2 separate regions of the Mus musculus genome follow, and region 2 is linked to region 1. Evidence: chromatin contacts called from public HiChIP or PLAC-seq data. All regions are on one chromosome and are shown on one strand. The core of a region is the stretch at or near the end of the contact, and the rest is flanking DNA. Distances in the headings are between cores, read along the strand shown.

Evidence for each region. HiChIP or PLAC-seq counts read pairs in DNA pulled down with a chosen protein or histone mark.
Region 2: a contact with region 1 is called in an H3K27ac HiChIP or PLAC-seq map of microglia, with 5 times the contacts expected there. The contact joins the promoter of Snx25 here to the enhancer-like site in region 1. A contact is called at or near these places in 3 of 39 promoter capture datasets (the 3T3-L1 cell line and hippocampal neurons), 5 of 484 Hi-C or Micro-C datasets (embryonic fibroblasts, muscle stem cells, myocytes and 2 more), 5 of 115 datasets of contacts at active chromatin or transcription factors (the SCID.adh cell line, bone marrow-derived macrophages, hepatocytes and 1 more) and 2 of 9 other capture datasets (adipose tissue and liver).

The regions. Positions count from the first base shown.
Region 1 is chr8:46,077,386-46,084,439 of GRCm38.p6, forward strand. It overlaps Snx25 (sorting nexin 25), which reads right to left. Exons shown (of 19, transcript NM_001372342.1): 6 at 2,837-2,907. Among named protein-coding and RNA genes, the nearest start is that of Lrp2bp, 70 kb to the left of the region's middle. Within about 2 kb of position 1,321, at least 7 of the 459 cell types and tissues checked have an H3K27ac peak or open chromatin away from gene starts, as enhancers often do. A contact at or near this core is called in bone marrow-derived macrophages and microglia, where this site is marked.
Region 2 is chr8:46,149,564-46,156,533 of GRCm38.p6, forward strand. Snx25 (sorting nexin 25) reads right to left here and starts at 2,878. Exons shown (of 19, transcript NM_001372342.1): 1 at 2,219-2,878. The coding sequence starts at 2,593.

The DNA.
Region 1 (7,054 bases), core at 71-2,570:
TTCCTCTTCTCCTCCTCCTTCTTCTTCTTCCTCTTTCTCTTGTTGTCTTTTCCTCTTTTATTCTCCCCTTCCCTCCTCTTCTCCCTCTCCCCTCCCCTTCCCCCTCCCTCTCTGAGGCAGGGTCTGGCTATGTATCCCTGACTAGTGTAGAACTCTCAACATAGACCCTGCTGGCCTCAGGCTCAGGAGATCCCCTGCCTCTGCCTGGGGTTAAAGTGTGCAGGTCCATGGACTGTTTCTTTTCATTTCCTTTTTGCTACACTAAGTTTTTCATTTTTGAAGGTAAATTTACTGTTTGTTGTTGCCTTTGAATTAAGGCACCACACAGCATCAAGTTGGGCTCTAATCCACTATGATTGGTTATAATAACAGGGGATTTAGACAAGAAAGGAGAACAAGAAGGACAATGTAAAACATAGGGAGAAGACAGCCACCTACCATAGCCTTTATCTGTGATGAGTATCTTCTAAGACCCCAGGGGATTTCTAAAGACTCACACAATACCAAAACTTATTTATATATATTTCTTTTGTCAAACAATTATAGGAATTAATTTAAATGCTAGGCAAAGAAAGACTAACTACAATAGTGAACTAGATACAGTAAAACAAAACATTGTACTAAAACTGCCACCATTGTTACTCTTGTGCCTGACATCCATTCTTAAGTAAGAGTTGGGCTGCCTTGTCTGGCCTCAATGGGTGAGGTAAAATAATAAAATTAAAATTAAAAAAAGCTCCCCCCAAAAGAACTCAAATTTACTATATCTGAAGATTTATGTTACACTGTACTGACTTTTGGTCTTCTGAGTTAAAAATAAATCTTTTTTTTAAAGTTACATGAACAAATGCATTGTCATTGTAAGTAGCTAAGCAGCTAAGGCAGCTACTAAGTGACTAGCAAGTAGGTAACATATAAAACATGGATATATACTTTGGACAGAAAGCTAATTTCCAACTAGGATGTCATGGAGCAAATGGGGAGAGCTTTCATCTGCTGCTCTCAACAGTATAACTTGGAACTATAACCCAATGAGAAGGGAGCTTTCTTGACTCAACTTATAGCAACAAGGAATTCACAGAAAAGATAGGGGTGATGAGAAAGACCACATCTAGTACATTCTTTAAAACATCTGTCAAACTGTCTGGAGTGAAGCACCTTCCCTGACGGAACAACGAGAATAAGGAACACAACCAATCTCCTTACAAGTTCCATCATCACAGGTTTTAAAGGCAAGACTTCCTCCTCTTTCAGAGTAAAGGCCGAGTCTCTCCAGCACAGCAAAGCCCTTTGTAAGCTCACGCCTGGCTGTTTTCCTGCAGCCTGTCTCTTTCCATCAACAGCAGCTTCCTCAAACAGACCTCCGAGCTCCATGTCCTCTGCTCAGAGGGCACTCTCAAGTCCCTGGTCAATGCCCACAGCTGACCCTGAGGCCTTTCGTGCTACTGCTGAAGTTAAAACCAGCCTCTGCTCTAGCTAGATCCCCTACCACCCGACTTACCCTCCACACAGACACACTGCTCTCCAAAGCACGGACCCGCTCTTCGGATATTTGCAGCTTTTAGCGTTTGACTTCCCAGCTAGGTGAGAGACTTGCTTCCCTTCTGAACTGTTATCACCGAGGGGTACTCAGCAAAACTTTCACTATGGATGTGTGGTCTTCCTTAGGGGCTGAGGTCAGGAACCTGTGCACTTCCTCATCTGCACTTTCCTGCTTCCTTTACACAGCACTCCTACATTCTGTGAGTGACTGGAGGGAACAAGTCCAAGTATGCAAGCCAAGCTTCTTGTTCTTTTAGCACACTGCTACCTGGCAGGGATTTGAGCAGATCTGGGGGGTTTTCAGAAGTCCACTCTTCCAGATGAAAATGAGGTTTCCCTGTGTAGAGCAAATTCTGGGCTGTAGGTATGAACATGTCCTCCAACTGCACAACTGGGGGAAATGTGGGCGCAGCAGGCAAGCTATAAGGAGCTGAAAGCCATCCTCCTAACCCATCCCTTCCCAGGTTAAGCTCCGGTAGAACCTACTTCATCTGAAGATAAACATACAGGCAAAATGATGGAGCACACATATCTGCTCTTCAAAAACCTAAAACACAGTATAAAAAGAGAAAAATCTTACCAATCCACTTACCTGATAAACAAGACCACATGAACCAAGAAAACACTAACCTACTGGGATCACTGGACACACAATGGGGTGGTGGTGTGGACTTGCAATCCCATCACTATCAGAGCAAAGGCAGGTGGGTCCTGGGGCCATGCTGGCCAACCAGTCAGCATACTTGGTAAGTTCCAGGACAGGTAAAAGCCCTATCTACCTTTACCATGCCTTGAAATGCAGAAAGCACCTACTGATGCTCAAATGTGTCCTCTAACCTCAACAGGAATATGCACATACACACACACACACACACACATGAACACACACATAGAAAGAAAGTACACATATTTGTCAGGATAAGATTAATTTTACTTTCTTTAATGATACTAGACCTGTGGGTCTCAATCCCTTTGAGGGTTGAATGACCCTTTTACAAGGGTTGCATATCAGGCATCCAGCATATCAGATATTTATATTCATTAACAGTAGCAAAATTACATATGAAGCAGTACCAAAAATAATTTTATGTTTGAGGGTCACCACAACATGAGGAACTGTACTTAAGGGGTGCAGCATTAGGAAGGTTGAGAACCAATGTATCAGAGCATTGTTTTAATAGATTTAAAGTTTTTAGATATAAGTCAGCCCAATGTTCCACACTCGACAGGAGCCGACTCGGGCAGACTGAGGGCCTTTCACACACGCACTGGGAGAAAACAAACCGCTTCTTACCCTTGTGTCTCTTCAGCTGGGGAAAGCTGCTGATTGTAGTTGCTTGGATTATCTCCACTACAATTTGATACCTGATTTTAAAAGAGAGAAAGAAACTGTTCAATAGGAAGAAAATGCTATTTTCAGCAACACCTTTAGACTCTGTTTTTGCTAAACAAACAGCACAGGAGCTATGAGGCCCCAGGATTTACCAAAACAATCCTAATGGGCAGAACACCTAGAAAAGATCAGGCACTATACCACACACTAATCATCTCTGAGGCCCTAATGGAAGAGTCACTCTATTCTGACAGAGATCATTACTACCTGCCCCATGACTGAAAAACTTCCAAGATCACATACAACTTTTAAGGTTGTGTTAAACTCTTCTATTCCTTCCCCAGTAACTAGAGACAATTGGTTTTATTTCTTAAATTTTCATTTCCTAATAAGATGATACTAGTTACATGTAGCTATTAAGTTTAAAATCTTTAGGATTTGGGCTGTAGCTGTGATGGAGCTTTTGTATCACATGGACAAGCCGCATATTCTATCCCATGTGTGTGTGTGTATGTGTGTATATACAATCATATATAATTATATCTTCATTATACATGATATATGATATTCATATATTTTATATATTATATAATATATTAATGAAATATAGTATTAATTATATATTATATATGTATGTATGTGTGTATGCATGTATATATGTGTGTGTGTATACATACACACACACACACACACACACACACACACACACACACACACACATATATATATATATATCTTCAGCCACACTTGCAGTGTGAGCTGGAGTTCCCAGGAGAGAGAAACTTCCTTAAGTGCAGGTGGCCTTCTGAGGCTCTAATCCTCCAGCCCCACTGCCACTGTCCTGCCGTGTTTCTTCATTACTTCTCAGAAGACTCTTCCAGACCTTTAATGGTAGGACATCTGCTGGGGAACTCTGGCATGGATATTTTCCTGAATCTGCCTGGCACTTCTAATGCTGGGAGAGTCAAGAGCCATTAGCTTAGAACACAGGGTACAAGTGAGAGGGCCTCACACAGGGAAAATAACGAAATGTTCCCATGTTAGGTGACAGGTGCAAGCCTATGGTTGTGGTTATTTTGAATAAATTTAATTTGGTTTTAGAAATAAAGTCATTGTAGTTGCTTTATTTTTTGCTGTTATTGTTGTTGTTCTTCTTCTACTACTACTTCTTCTTCATCTTCTTTCTTGTTTCTTTCTTGTTTAACAAGGTCTCACTATGTAGTCCAGTCTGTCCTGGAACTTATTATGTAGACTAGGCTGACTTGAACTCACAGAGAGTCACTGGTCTCTGCCTCCTGAGTGACAGGCTTAAAGTTGTGCACCACCACATCTGGCTTAGAAATGCAGTTTTGAGAATCACTCAGTGGTTACTAGGTACTTCCTTAACCAAAATGAACTGTCTTTAGCTTCTATTTACAATTTTGTTTAGAATTTTCCCACAATAACACTATTTAGCATTAGTTCTTACTTTAAACACTAACTCTGCCCAAGCCTGGCAGTGCAGATCCTAGCATCTGGGAGGGTCACATGTTTGAGGCTAGTTTGGACTACAAGGTGAGAAGTGGGCCAGTCTGGGAAGTTTGGTGAGACCCTGTCTCAAAATGGAAAACAGTCAAGAAGACTGGTGACAGTGCTCAGTGACAGAGCACATGTATGACACTCACAGGCCCATTTTATATCAAACAACAAACCAGTGACTGGCTTTTAGAGTAAAAATCATATAATGTTCTTCAGCTTTTCAACCAAAATCAAAGGAACACACACATTCATCAAAATTAAAGCTCTTTACAGATTCCTCACAAATTTGCACCTTTTCTATTTCTTTGGTTACACAATATAAATACTGATGTCTGTCGTTCACCATGGCAAGTTCTCAGTGGACAAGTTCACAGAGCAGCCCTGGGTACATTTTATCTTTGCCTCTCTAGATTTCAGTCCTGTGTGAAGCCAGGATGCAATTGGACATAGGACCATGAGGCACTTCCATCCTTCAGGGACCATAAAGCCACATTCTAAAGAAGAGATGTGGAGCTTAAGTCTCCAGTGACATTCCTAAGCCATCAAATCAGTCCCACACTGACCGTCTCAAGGTGTTTCCTGCATTGGTGTTGGGGGAAGCAGGCAAAACATATTTTAAAAAAACTAATTATGAGTCACTATGCATGAACCTGTCTCATGGCCCAATGTCATCCCAACTGGAAGGCTCTTTGAGAACTCCATACACATAGAAACTATCTCTAGGCTGATTATATATATTCAGGCTGTTTTCCAAGTTGAAGCCTTCCTAGGAACATTACAGATAACAGTTTTCTAGTGGAATTGCCATTTGCACATAACAGCAAAGCACAAAAATGGCTCCTCATGTGATTTGTTCTCCAAGTTGCTAGATGGATAAGGAAGTAGCTTAAGAATTGTCTACTACTCCCTAACCATGGTCTTCATTTAATCTGGCTTTTAGGTTTACTGCTGGAACACACCGACTTATCACTCAACTCCAGAGTGTGCCTACAAACCCCTCCCCGCATGCTACGATCCGGATGTCTGAAGTAACCTCAGTGTCCACCCATACAGTGCTTCTAATCTGAAGGGAAACGTAAGGAAATGATTTAACAAACTGGATCCCCCAAGCTGCTTAAAAACAAACAAACAAACAAACACAAAACAAAAAGAAAACCAAAAACCCTAAACTATCGTTTATGTGTTTATTGTAGGGAGCTCTATACAAAAAAGAACAGAAATAATCAAAAGTGCTGTCAACAAAAATTTCTTTTTCCTATGCTGCAGACACACACAAATGAACACAGTATGGTTGGTCTCTGCTTCAGGACACTCTGGGGATACACCTGACTCAAGGAAAAGCATTCAGCCAGCAGTATTTATAATTGAAAAATGCACGCAAATAAATGTCTATAAGACCTTACTTAATTCTTAAAATGCAGGTGATACGTGTATTTACAACTGCAGACTTCATACTGTGTGAATGAATCTGATTGCTACAATGCTATTGGAATGACAGGAGGGCAGCTGTATTAAAATGGTACAACTGTGAGTCATGTGAAAACTTTTCTAAACAGCTGCTGTCTCCAGCTTCGCCCTGTTCCTGATGTCCCTAAGCTTGTGTCTCTGTGTCTGCACTGGCGCCACACTGTCTGAGAGCCCTGCTCTGTCTGAGGAAGCAAGTCTCTCAGTAAGCATCCATCTCGAGCCCCTCTGATTTGCCCTCTGCACATCTTTAAAAAGCACTCCTTCTGCTGTCACCCCACTTCTCCTCACCTTGGGTCACTGCACTGGCTCACCCGTCCACTCTTCTCTCACCCAAACCCACCTGAGCACCTCTATGGAACCCCCCCCCCCACTTTCACCCTGCCCTTCCTCTCTCAGGATGTCCTCGAAGGTAACCCACACCCCAGCTGCCATCCCCTCTACCAGGATCCGTTCTCCCACCAACCCAGCTGCTCTTTGCCCACAATAGAAACACAGACCCAGCCAGGACAACTTCTGTGCCATTCTCCACACTAGTTTCTCCTGGCTCTTGCTCTGTGTCCTCTCAGAAGCCAATCTCCCAGGAGGAAGCTCTACTGAATTAGAGGTAACAAACCTCATGCCTTCCCTCATGTCTTACTTCTCTCAAATCCTAGCTCACTTCTGCCTGACAACAGGATCTGGTCATTTACTATTTTACACTGCTGGTTTAAAGACTCCACTTCCTCAGAGTGTTAGGGACAAACAAATAAAAATGGTGTCTAGTCATTGTGTGTCCTGTCATGGAAGTCTGAAGATTGGCACATTTTTGAGCCCGAGAGTTTATGGTGGCTCTGTCTATGAGAAGAATGGGGTGCTTTTTTTTCTTGGCATGTAGTTAATTATAAGCCCCGGGTTGTGCCTGCTCTTCTCCTCTTGTGCCAGGTTGGTATTAAGCACACAGTAGGGATTCAATACATATTAATGGGCTAGACTAGGAACATATTTAATGTCTCTAGCATTTAATGGGTACACCTAATATTCTGAACAATTTGTGCTTCTCATGTTCTTAGTGATTCATGCTTTGAGACAAGTGTGTCAGGGATGGGACTGCCACGCCAGCAAGCCTGACAACCTGAGTCTGATCCCTGGGACACACATATGGAGGCAAAGAACTGCGTCCTCCCCTAAGTTGTCCGCTGACTCCACAGATGCCCT
Region 2 (6,970 bases), core at 1,628-4,127, 74 kb after region 1:
CTCTGCCTCCCAGCCTTCCATTCATAAAGATAACACTCACTTAAAAACCTGAGTTAATGCAAATAACAGCAAACGGTGGGGCTGGAGTAAGCATCGCCTGTAAGAAAACCTGAATATTCTGCGACTAACATGTCCTTCAATTTTTTTTAAAAGATTTATCTATTTATTTTATGTATGTGAGCACACTGTAGCTGTACAGATGGTTGTGAGCCTTCATGTGGTTGTTGGGGGTTGCATTTAGGATTTCTGCTCCCTCCAGACAGCCCCGCTTGCTCAGTCCCTGCTCACTCTGGCCCAAAGATTTATTTATTTACTATTATATGTAAGTACACTGTCGCTATCTTCAGACGCACCAGAAGAGGGCGTCCGATCTCATTACGGGTGGTTGTGAGCCACCATGTGGTTGTGAGATTTGAACTCACGACCTTTGGAAGAGCAGTCAGTGCTCTTACCCGCTGAGCCATCTTGCCAGCCCGACCTTCAATTTTTGATCTGCAACTTAGAAAGTAGCTTCCTGATGATCTTAGGTAAAGCTGTCACCAGGATTTGAGTTGAAATGGGATAGCCAGTAATACCTTTCCCCAGGTTAAAATGTACCCCTTCTATAACCTGAAATCAGGTTTACACTTGCTGGACTTTTTTTCCCCTAAATCATTTGCAAAATCATTTTCCTGGATGACAATTTAAATTTCCCCTTACTCAGAAACAAACCAGGTGTGATGGTGTACGCCCTGAAGGAAACCAAGAGGCAATCCCTGCAGTGAGGTGGTTGGGGACCTGACAGGTAAATGATAATATCACAACTGTGAACCTGGCCCACCATTTGCACTCCTTTCCTTCACCTACATTCATGCACAACTACTCAGCTCTTAGTTTCATTTTTGTTTTATAAACTCCATCCAAAATTATCTTATTTCTTGTCTGGCTCCTCACAGGAATATAATCTGCATTGACTAGGACTTTTACGTGGCTTGCTAATTCAACCCAAACTTCAAAAACATGTAAGAGTTAGTTTATAAAAGATGCTCAATAAATTTATACTGAACTTAGTATATGTTTGTATGTATAATATTTAAACTGTGGTGTGCCTTATATAGGTCTAAAACCTAACTGGTAAACTTTTAGGACCCTTACTTATTAGAACTGAGAAAAGAATAGAAGGAAGAACACATCTACCCACCAACTCTAAAATGCAAACGATAGTCACAAATGTTTAGCCAAATCAAAGTTTCTAAGCGGAACAGGCATTGCTATTCTTTTGAGACTGCCGCTGTGTTTCCTGAGTCTAATGAGTGAGGATGCCATTCTGAAGTGACAGGCTCTGGAAAGTCATTTTGAAAAGTAGGAAGCTCTTCCAGAAAGTAATAAACGGTTCATGCCATAAGCAAATAGAAACTCTGGGGACAGCAGTCACTCTAACAAACGTTTTTATGAAGTTGAGCCACTGCCATTGCTCTGGCTCCCAAGATCTCGGGCAATTTTAGTTTTATGAAGATATCAATCAGCCAAGTCCGGTAAAATGAAGGTCCTTTTAAAGGGTTATTATAAACAGACTGGAGGTAAAGTTTGATTTAAGGCAAACAGGGTTGGTAGGAAGGAGGGCAAAGCACGTTGAAAATCCAGTTCTTTCCTACGTTCCGCAACATAACCACAACCCTGATGTCCTACACCTGCCTGAGGACAGCTTTTCCTCTTAACAAACGACAGTGGTTCCTGGTGAGCATGCCACCCCCTCAACCCCCTCAAATAGACATCCACCTGAGCTGCATGACAACTTAACCAACATGGTGGAAGACAGGACCTTACAGGTATGAAGTACACGGGGCCCATTGAGTGAGCTCCCTCGGACTGGGTGACCTAACCAAGTTTTCTCTTCTGTAAGCCGTCATAAAGTTATCTCCCAACCACTACAGATCGAAGAACCAAACAGGAGCATCAGTGATGAATGCGAAGCCTGCCTCCCGTGGGTGCTGTAAGCGGATTTTTCTCGGCACTCACCAACTGCACTTCAACATCGGAGACCCGCCTGGATGGATCTCTCTGTGCAGAGGATGGTGGATGAGTTAACTACAGCGCCTAAAACGGCGCGCGTGACCAAGCCCGCGCAGCCCAGTCTTCCGCGGGCTTCGGCTGCCGGAGGGCCACCCGGCCGGAGCCCCCCGGGGTCTGCGCGCGCACGAGGCCGCGGGCACGCGAGGCAGTCGAGACCGGTACTCACCCGCAGCGGACAGCGGACGGTCGCCGCCAGCCGGCTCCAGGAAGAGACGAAGTCCGGCGGCTGGGCGCGCGGGCTCCAGCAGACGAGCGAGACCAGTGTCCCCAGCAGCAAGGCGGCCGCGGCGCAGCTCAGGTACAGGCTGAGGCGCAGCAGCACGGCGCCCGGCCCCGTGCCCGCCGCCGGTCCCCAGCCTGGGACCAGGCAGCACAGCGCCAGCACTGCCAGGGCGGCCACGGCCGCGGGCCCCCGCCAGCCCCAGCCCGGGCCGTCCGCCGTCCGCGGCCGGTCCGCGGAGCCCCGGGCAGCGCGGCAGGCGTCTGCGGCGGACGTGGGGCCGCGGCGGGCGCCGCTGCTGTCGGTGGCATCGCGGTGCATGCTGCTTCCTGGGCCGCTGGCGACAGGCTCATCTCCCGGCCCGCAGCCCCCCGGCGCCGCCCCGGGCCGTGGCCTGTGCGCGGCGCCCCGCCGCCTCGCCGCTCCCGCCGCCGCTCGCGAGGCAAGGGCAGCCCGCGCTCATGCCCTCGCCGGCGGCCCTGAGCGGGAACCGCTCCAACAGACACCGCCGCGCCCCCCCTCCCGCCTCGGTGCCGCCGCCCCGCGCCGGGCCCGCAGCTGCCCGCCGACCGGGCGCGCCCAGGTAGCGGGACCGCGAGGGGGACTGAAACCCCAAGGGCTCGAGACGCGCGGGGGCGGGGGCGGGACCTGCGGCTGAGTGACAGTGGGGCGGGGTCGCCCCGCCCACCCGGGGCGGGGGCGGCCGGAAAGGGGCGCGACCAATCGCAGTGGACCCCGCTACTTCCCGAGCCCCGCCCCCGCCCCCCGGGGACCGCGTCTGTTCGTGGAAAATTTTGCTGCAGGTGTCAGAAGCCTGCGTTGAGCTCCGCTCAGGTACCCCCTTATTTTCGTCTCTCCGCTCCTCGCCTTGCCTACAGCCCCATACCAGACGCCAGCCTTGTTCTCTAGCTCTCTGATTAACCTCGTACTGTCCCTGATCCTCTCTTTTACTACTTTCTTCCAACGGACCCCACTCCACTGCCCAAGGGTAGGGGACTAAGACAAACCTGGAGGAGTCAAGCGAAGCCTGTGGTTCCCACTTACTTATGGAAAGACTCCCCAGTGCCAGAGAGTGTACATAGCTGCCACAATCGATTTGGCTCCGATTTTGTGTTTTTGTTGCCAACAACTACTCGGTACAAAAGCTGTTACCCACGCAAAAGAAACTGGTTCAAAGAATTTTGAGAGAACATATTTTCCTTTCCTCTCTTGACTGCAGCCGGTAGTCTACAGACGATGTTTGCTGAGATGAAAGATGTCCAAATGCTGCTCAATACTGTAACAGAGCTGCCAAAGCCCATAAAGGGTGTTGACTGTCTTAGAGGGATGATGGAAATGAAGGATTTCTGAAGACACTGGGAGAGGAGATAGAGTAGAGAAGACAAAAAAAAAAAAAAAAATGAAATAAGAAAATAAGAGAAGCTTGACAGATAAGGAGCTAGCACCCCCATGACACTGAGATGAAGAAGTCCAGGTTCTTTAACTTGTACTATTTTGTTTTGTGACAGGGTCTCTCTGTGTAAACCTGGCTATCCTGAAACTCACTATGTGGACCAGGCTAGTCTGGACCCCCCCAGAGATCTACTTGCCTCTGCTTTCAGAGTGCTGGAATCAAAGGTGTGCAGCCTAGGTTTGCAGTGTTCGCTAATATGGTGATGGGTAGTGCCCTCCGAGTAGCAGACAAGTAACATAGGTGTTACAATGCAGTGTTATATATTGTGGCTACACTGGGTTTTTGGTTTTGTTTTGTTTTTTTCTGTAAAGGGGTTGTTCCATCTGTAATAAGTATTGTGCCATTTCATCAAAAAAAAGGAAAAAAGTCACAATACTCATGAATAAAGTGCTTGCTTACTTGCTTGCTTAAAACAAAGTATTACACAAAAAAGTTATTATTCAAGAAAAGGTACAGGTATACATTAACAATCCACCCATGTATTCATTCCAGGTCTTCATAATAAATTTCCCCAATGGCATATGGATTTCAAGTGGGAGACGAAGTCATAGATTTAAAAAGCATACCTAAAATTTAATTCTAATAGAATGTAGTATTTAAGTGAATTATTTTTATAACTATTTAAAGACAAGTATGTTTCTCATGTTTCTAAAAGGATTTCTAAAAAGATTTTTAAATTTTATTTTATGCGAGCGCTTTGCTTGCCTGTGTTTGTTTGTGTGCCGTGTGCATGTGGTGCTCTCAGCAAGAAACGAACATGGGGTCCCCAGAACTGTAGGTAGGAACAGCTATGCGTGACCATGTGGATGCTGGGAACTGAACCTGACTCCGCTGTAAGACCACTGAGTGCTCTTCACCACGGAGCTATCTCTCCCACCCCAAGCTTGTCGCTTTTTAATATTAGTTGGTGTTCACAGAACATCACATTCTTTTATATGGGCTAAGAAAACGTAGGAAGATAATGAGTTTCTCATACCAAATGTGATTACAGAGAAAAGCTCTAGACATTTCATCTCCACCCCAACAGATACTGTCGAGCCTGATGACAGATGGAGAAATAGAGGCACTAGAGGAACTTGACTCAATCGCAAAGCTAGTAGACCTTGGAACTAGGATTTGGTGTCTCTCCACATAAGACTCCCTTCAGTTTCAACACTTAACTTCTGTACCACAGCATTTCTGAAGAACTCAATGGCTTTATCATTTCACATTCCAAAGGAGCAAAAACAGGGTTTCATAAGCCCATGAGTCTAAGACCAGTGTGCCGTGCTCTAGAATGTCCAGTGTTGTTGCTCTGTGAGAACAGAAGCACACTTGTTGCCCTGGCATGAACGGAGTGAGTGTAATTAGCAAGGGGAAACTGGCCTAAGGTTTACTGCAGGCCAACTCTGTAACTGAAGTAAGTATGGTTCCCAAGAGTAATGCAGGGCTGGAGATGTGCACACCCACAGTCTGACAACTGCCTCAGAGCACACACTCTCTTACTGCTAGGCCAGCTCTGGTGTGTATGGCAGGAGGATCACTGATGTGAGGCAACACCAAGGGATAGAAGGGCGTGACTGACCTCAGAAAGCATTGAAGAAAATGAGGCACAAAATCAGTGCCTCATTGTAACTGGAGTCCCTTAAATCTGAGTTGGAATATCCCTTTCCTGTAGTCACTGTAGGGTCCTAACAGTTCCTTTGAGAAGGTTTATTATATATATTTTATGTGTATGTGTGTGGACCTGAGTGGAGGTGTGTACACTTGGTATGTGGCCACGAGGCCAGAGTTCAGAGGAGGCCATCGAGTCTCCGGGAACTTAAGCCACCCAGTGTAGGTGCTGGGCACCAAATCTGGGTCATCTGTAAAAGCAACAAATGCTCTGGACTGCTGAGCCACCTCTCTAACCCCCATGTCCCATCAGCTTTAAGGGCTGAAAGAGAAAATTAAAAAATAATGTCTTGGGCGCTTAAGAGATGGCTCAGCGGTTAAGAGCACTGACTGCTCTTCCAGAGATTCTGAGTTCGCATAGTGGCTCACAACCATCTGTAATGGGATCTGATGCCCTCTTCTGGTGTGTCTGAAGACAGCTACAGTGTACTGTCATAATAAATTTTTTAAAAATCTATTAAAAATGAAAGTAATCTCACGTATATATTTTTGTTAGTGCATTCTGACAGGCCCTAAGGCAATCTTTACCATCTTGTAGAAATGTAAGTGGGAATGAGTGGCTTCTGACTGAACTCCCAATGAAGATAAGGAAGAAATGGCCGTTTTTAAATGCCAGACAAAGCAGGTGGACATCACTCGTCTTTGTCTAAGAATGTATTGGCAATGTTTACACGATGGTGAACCTCTCAATGCAATTTCAGAACATATGTAAATTATAGTGAGTGGTGTTCCATATTTGTAAGTAAAAATGTTCATATTGAAAGCTTATGCAAAGTCAGAGAGATTTTGGAACAGTCAGCCTAAATGGGATGTCTCTATCAAACCCCTCCTCTCAGAACCCAGGGAACTCCCTCAGAAGAGGAGCCAGAAAGAATGTAAGAGCAGACAGGATGGAGGACTGCAAGAAAGCAAGGCCCTCTAAATCAACATGAGCAGAGCTCATATGAACTCACAGAGACTGAGGCGGCATGCACAGGGCCTGCATGAGTCTGCACCAGGTCCTCTGCACATATATTATGGCTTCTACTTTAATGGGATTCCTGATGAGCAAATGAATGGGTCTTTGATTCTTGTGCCTTCTGTTGGGCTCTTTTCCTTCTCTTACCCAACTTTGATGTGATAGTTTTTGTCTTATTATATTTGATTATGTTGTATTTTATTATTGTCTCTTAGAAGTCTCTTCTTTTCAACTGGGAGACCAAAAGGGAATGGACCCAGATGGGAGGGAAGGTGGGGAAGACCTGGGAGGAGTAGAGGGAAGGAAAACCATAATCAGGATATATTATGGGAGAAAGGAATCTATTTTAAATAAAAGAAAAAAAGAAAAATTATCCAAAGTCATTAATCTTTAAAAAAGAAACAGATTTTAAATTACTGAAAGTGAAATCAGTGCATACCAGGACAAATAGTTGTCAAAGGTCTATCCTAAAACTGAAATCCAGAGACTATGACGTCACTCGCCTTTGCATAATGAACTACCTCCGCATAAGTCATCTATGAATGCGGAGTACAGGTCAGACATGTCAGGTATGGGCTAGGCTCAGGTGCAAGTTCTGCTCTTCCTGTCTGGGTCTCCAGTGGACAGGGAGCCA